2 separate regions of the Gossypium hirsutum genome follow, and region 1 is linked to region 2. Evidence: chromatin contacts called from public Hi-C data. All regions are on one chromosome and are shown on one strand. Each heading gives the region's core, a stretch centred on a gene start, on an enhancer-like site or on the middle of the called end of the contact. The rest is flanking DNA. Distances are from core to core; before and after follow the strand shown. Region 1 holds the start of LOC107899513 (embryonic protein DC-8). Region 2 holds the start of LOC107899519 (F-box protein PP2-A15).

The links. Hi-C and Micro-C count contacts between places; a contact is called where the count stands out from the background.
Region 1: a Hi-C map of leaf shows a contact between it and region 2, with 2.2 times the contacts expected there. The contact joins the promoter of LOC107899513 here to the promoter of LOC107899519 in region 2. A contact is called at or near these places in 2 of 34 Hi-C or Micro-C datasets (hypocotyl and leaf).

The regions. Positions count from the first base shown.
Region 1 is chrD04:39,422,952-39,426,222 of Gossypium_hirsutum_v2.1, forward strand. It overlaps LOC107899513 (embryonic protein DC-8), which reads right to left and starts at 1,338. Exons shown (of 2, transcript XM_016825247.2): 1 at 250-1,338; 2 at 1-167. The coding sequence starts at 1,227.
Region 2 is chrD04:39,183,238-39,186,500 of Gossypium_hirsutum_v2.1, forward strand. LOC107899519 (F-box protein PP2-A15) reads left to right here and starts at 1,960. Exons shown (of 4, transcript XR_005912186.1): 1 at 1,960-2,495; 2 at 2,667-2,785.

The DNA.
Region 1 (3,271 bases), core at 88-2,587, 240 kb after region 2:
CCACTCATCTGATCAGATGCTTTCAGTGTAGAAGCAAAAGCTCCTGGTCGCGTATCTTCAACTTTCACCACCACCCTCTCTGAAACCCCACGACCACCATCATTACCTTTCAGCTTCATCTCTTCCATTTTCTGTCTAGCTGACTCCGTTGTTTCGCTCAACTTTTCCTATATTAATTTGACCAAACATTTAGTACACAATACAGTGGTTGACAAAAAAGATTGGAATAATTAAGATTCATATGATTACCTTGGTTCTATCTGCAGTTTCGGATGCCGTGTGCTTCGTTTCTTCAGTTTTTCCAGTGAGGAAGCCCATGGCCTTCCTAGCAGCATCAGCAGCTGAGTCTTTCAGCTCCCCAAGCTTACTAACACCGGTATCCTTGCCTTCCTTTGCTTTATCCACGGTATAATTTGTGTATTCCTTCGTCTTCTCCACTGTAGCATCTCTTCCTTCTTTAGCCTTCTCTGCCGCATATTCCGTCCCCTCTCTTGCCTTCCCCGCCGCTTCCTTCGCCTTCTCGGCTGTCATGTCCTTTGCTTCCTTGGCTTTCTCTGCTGCATAGTCTTTATACTCGGAAGCCTTCCCTGTGATATTATCCTTGGCTTCTTTCGCCTTCTGGGAAGCCGAGTCCCTAGTTTCCTTGGCCTTCTGAGAAGCATAATCTGCATAATCAGCCGCCTTACCGGTCGCCGCATCCTTGGATTCCTTCGCCTTCTGGGCAACATAATCTCCATACTCGGAAGCTTTACCTGTTACTGAATCCTTTGATTCTTTGGCCTTGTGGGCGGTGGAGTCCCTGGTTTCCTTTGCCTTGTGAGCAGCATAATCTGTATACTCAGAAGCCTTTTCCTTGGTAGCATCCGTTGCCTCTTTCGCCCTCTCTGCGGCGTCCTTTGTCTTGTCAGTTGCATAGTCTTTGTACTCACCAGCTTTATCTTTCATCTCCCATGTCTTCTCTGTACCTCGACCAGTGAAATCCTCCGCCTCGTGGCCCTTATTACCTACGACGGCCTCTTTGGCATGCCCGAACGTGTCTTGCACCGCCCTCAACATGCTCCCAATAACTCCGGGCCTCTGTTGCTGTTGCGGCGGAGATTGATCCCATTCCTCCTTATAAGCAACTCTTTCTTCATAATCTCTTTCTCTATTAACATCCCTAAGTTCGTCCGCCGCTTGTCTTGCTGCCGCCTCGGCCCTTTGCTCCTTCTCTTGCCTTGTCGCCATTGTTGTTCAAATCTCAAACAAACAAAGAACTCGGTGGAAAACAAATAATGATATTACAGGTAATTCAGAAGAAATGTATATATGATCTTTGGATCTTTGTACGTTTTATAAGCTGGTGAAATGCTTTCGATGGATCTATATACAATTAGCTTTAATCCTGGGAGGATGACACGTAGGTGAAGAACGTTTAATCTGATTGGTCGCCACGTGCTTTAGTGAGATGATGAGTTGACACGTTGCAGGAACACTTGCAATGCTAGTCTCAGTGATTTATATGAAGCGGTGGATGGATTGGTGCTGCCTGTGGCTGTGACCATCAAAGTCGGTATCTTCTTTCTTCATGCAGTGTGTTTCCACGTGTTTTTTCATACGCAAGTCGCGCAATACTCGGCAAAATTAGGCGTATATGTGATTTAAAAGAATATTTAAAGTTTTAGACCGTTTTGTTTAAAGAGAAAGGATTGTACGAAAGTGTGATTTTATGTTATTTTTATTCTTTTTTAATGTGAGAATGATAAATAAGAATTTTTTCTCTTCATTTTTAATGTTTTTAGTTTGATTTGAAATTTTTTCAAGAAGAAAATTTGATTTGTCATTGTCGAAACCATTTGTATTTTTGAAAAAAACAAAAATTAGTTGTCGACTTTTAAAAAAACAAAAATTGGGAGTCCCCACCAATCTTTTATTGAGGTGTGATTAGATCACCTAAAAAATAGCTTTGGTCTACGAGTTTTAGAAAAATGGATCCGGGAGTCGGTTACGTACGAGGAAGGATTAGCACCCTCGTAACGCCCAAAATTGGTACCTAGTTAATTAATTAGTGTCTTAATGTCGAAAATTTAAAAATATGATCCTTAATAAAAACTTAAAAAACGTTACTTATTAAAACTCTTATCATTTCGGAGAAAGAAAATGTCACACCCAATGCGTTAGGGCACGACATTCTAATTCCTCAAAAATGAATTAGTCCAAAATACTCGTGTAATAAAATTTAAAAGAATATTTATTTGTTTAAGATTTATAAAGAAATCACGGCCTAATACGTTAGGGCACAATTTCTCAAAATCTTAAACTTGGAATATTTCCTTTGTTATTATTTTTTAAAAAAATCTTTGTCTCGATAAATCAATACGTCACATCCAATACGTTAGGACACAACATATTAAATTCCCGACACCAAGCTTTTCATTTTATTTTTTGATTAATGAGCAATTCTCGATTGTTAGATTTAACAAAGAAAATTGGAACCCAATATGTTAGGGCTCAATTTCCTTGAAAATCCTAAATACGAGTATTATCTCAATTTTAAAAATTTTAAAATCGAGTAAAAAATGATGCAATGCTACTGTAAGAGCCCATTTTTGCCCAGCCCGTCAATAAAATAAAACCAAATGAAAAAACAATTAAATAGTCCAGTTTACAATAGTAAGCCCAGTTAGCCCAAACCCAAAATTAACCTAGCCTAAACCTAAACCCATTAAGCCTAGCCCCAACCCAATCACCTAACCCTAAGCCCACTAGCCTTAACCACCAGCAGAAACCCTAGCAGCTAGGGTGAGCCTCCAGCGCCGCAGCCACTAGGCCTTCTCCTTGCACGTGTTGCGCCTGCGCGCGTGTAGTCGCTCCACGCTAGCCTCTGCACTCACGCGTCTCCGTACCTGTACCTGCGCAGAAAACAAAGAAACGCACACACGAAGGGAGCAGCAAAAAATGGACAGAAAAGGAACAGAAGGGATTTTCCTTGATTTTTCTTTTGATTTTTTTCTTTCTGTATTTTTGGCTATAAAAAGCCAATACAAACAATGTTTTTTTTTACACATTCAATATACAAAAAAACGAGAATACAAAAATCAAAAACAGAGAAAGGTGATTTTTTTTTCTGGGTTTTTATTCCTTTCTATTTCGCTTGCTAGATTTTTTTTCTTTCAAGTTTTATGTTCATCAATCATTATTCGAAAAAGAAAAAGAAGAGAGAGGGGTGAGGAGCGTACCTGGTGACGAGATCCTGGCCCTCTCCGTCGTCATCGGAGCGTGGGCTAGGTTC
Region 2 (3,263 bases), core at 710-3,209:
CATTAAAAAAATCACAAAACACTAAACTAAATACTAACAATTGATATAACCTAATCATAAATTACTAACAAAATAACTATAAAATTGTTTTAAAAAAATACATTACTAAAAAATTACAAAACACATAACTAAACACTAACAATTTATATAACCTAATCATAAATTACTAACAAAATAACTATAAAATTGTTTTTAAAAAAATACATTACTAAAAAATTACAAAACACATAACTAAACACTAACAATTTATATAACCTAATCATAAATTACTAACAAAATAACTATAAATTATTTTTTTAAAAATTACATTACTAAAAAATCACAAAACCCTATACTAAACACTAACAATTTGTAACCAAATCCCATTAATTATTAACAAAATAAATAACTATAACAAAACACAAAACACTAACAATTTATAATCTAATCATAAACTACTAACAAAATAACTATAAAATTATTTTTAAAAAAAATTACATTACTAAAAACTCACAAAACACAACAATTTATAACAAATTACTAACAAAATATTTAACAAAATAATTTTACATTACTAAAAACTCACCAAATACTAAACTAAACACAACAATTTATAACATAATCCTAAATTACTAATAAATTAATTTTAAAATAATTACAAACATAATAATTTATAACATAATCCTAAATTACTAACAAATTAATTTTAAAATAATTATAAAAAACAAAAAAATACATTCTTACAAAATATAAACCCAAAATCATAAACACTAAACATAAGCAATTTATAAATAATAATTAATAACAAAAAAATTTCACAACATCTTAATTAAACTATTTAAATTATAAACAAAATTATTTACTAAAATAATACATTACTTTTTTTTTTCTTTCTTCTTCTTCTTCTTCTTCTTCTTTTTTCTTCTCTTTTCTCTCATTTCTTTCTCTCTTCCGGTGGGTGCTTGAACTTGGGGGACCATGCTTATAAGGTCCCCCATTTACAATTTATTTTGCCCTTGTGAAGGGACTACACACTGCCAAGCAGTGTATCTGTGCAGCAGAGGGGCGCAGGGGGGCTGTGCAGCAGAGGGGTGCAGTGGGCAGGCAGTGGCGCCTACCTGTCAGGCGCGACTAGTTGCGCCTACCTGTCAGGCGCGACTAGTTGCGCCTATCGACAGGCGCAACCTGTTTCGGGTATTTTTAACCCGTTAACTGTATTTTGACCTGTATATATATTTAAATATTTTTAATAAAAATAAAATAATAATATTTTAATATAATAAAAGTGGTTGCGCCTGTCAGATAGGCATGACCCAAAAGAACATACCATTTTTGTATATAATCAAGTTGACAACCTATTTCAGTATTTAATTTTTTTTAAAAGTTATTTAGGTAAAAAACCCTTAAATTTTTTTATTTAAATCTATTTTTAATGAATTTAAAATATAATGTCTTTCTAATCAATTCTAAACTATTCATATCTCTTAAATTTTTTAGTGAAAGAATACAATATGTTTTAAGTACGTTGGAGTGGTAAATATTTAAAATTTATAAAGTTTTAAAGTTAATATATTTAAAAATGATAAAATTTTAATTTAATATTTTAAAAAATTATAAATAGATAATCATAGAATTATATAACCCAATTTTAATTCTCTAAAAAAAGTTAAAATTATTGTAGAACTTGATGATTTTTTGATAAAGAATGTTACATGATTATTATGGATATTAACTAATTTGGATGAAAAATATTCAATATGGTTATAATGGGCATCCATAAAAAAATATTTTCATCAACATGTTCATTAAGATAGTATTTATTTGATGTGAAAATTATTATTAATATAGAAAGACGTGCATTTCGATTATATTGAAATGTTTATCATTCAAAGTAAAATATGGGTGCATATGACATAAAAATATAAATGAGGTGCATTCCATTTCCGTTTCGGTTAATGGACCCCACCAAAAGCATCCTCAAAAGTCTGTCTAGGTAAATCCTAAGCCAACATTTTTGCCTCGGTTTCTTTCCCATCTCCCCCAGACACACATTTTCCCGGAAAAAACAAACCAAAGTAAAATGGTAGAAAATACCCACAAATTTTCTCCCTCCCCTCTTCACTCTTCTCACCACCAACCTACCTCTAAAACACTGAATTTTTATAAATAGAAATACAAGGTATTTTTTAAAGAGAAAGGATTTCATGGGTGCCTCTCTTTCCAGCCAAACGGAAGGAACCAATAGGACCGGGATGAGACCAGGATTGGGGGACATACCCGAGGGCTGCTTGGCCTGCGTTTTCATGAACTTGACGCCGCCGGAGATTTGCAATCTCGCCAGGTTGAATCGCGCCTTTAGAGGGGCTGCCTCCTCCGATTCCATCTGGGTGAAGAAGCTACCCACCAATTATCAAGATCTGCTAAATTTGTTGCCTCCTGAGAGGTACCAGAACATGTCCAAGAAAGACATTTTTGCGCTTCTTTCTCGCCCGGTACCTTTTGATGATGGATATAAGGTAGGTCATTATAGAAGTTTGTTTTTTTTCGCCCGGTACCTTTTGATTATTGTTTTAAATATTTAACCATTTCCTTTTTACATGATTTTCCTTTTTTGTTTGGTTTAGCTGCTTTATTATCATTAGATGAGCAAGTGAAGATTATCGACGGTTGAACATGGGGTGATGCAGGAAGTGTGGCTGGACAGAGTGACAGGCAGGGTATGCATGGCAATATCTGCAAAAGGGATGGCAATTACTGGAATCGATGATCGGAGATATTGGAATAGGGTTTCTACTGAAGAATCTAGGTTTGATATTAACATCATCACATTTCGATGCTAAAGTTTCAAGTAGAATTTATTAATCTGACGTTCACTTAATATGGGATTGAGATACTTGTATCTTGAAATGTTTCTAGTAAATTTTTTTAACCATAGGAGTGGGATTTTTGTATTGATTGCTTGAACTAGCATAAAGTAGAATTAGTTGCTTGTAATTTTTCTTCTACATGGAGCATGTAGATGCATAAGCTATATATTTCTTGGAATGGAACTCTTGGTAAATTGTATTATCAATCTACACCTTTTTTTTTTTCCTTTGGTGGAAGGAAATGCATTTGGATGCTAATCAACTGCTGTTTTCTAGGCTTTGCTGCTTGTTGATGTTGTTTTTATACAAATGGTATTATGTGGAAAGGCTGAAACCTCTGAATATTTGCATCTTTGTTGATCATTCATTATTGAGCTCAAGATGATGTATGTATATATGCTTATACATATACGCATA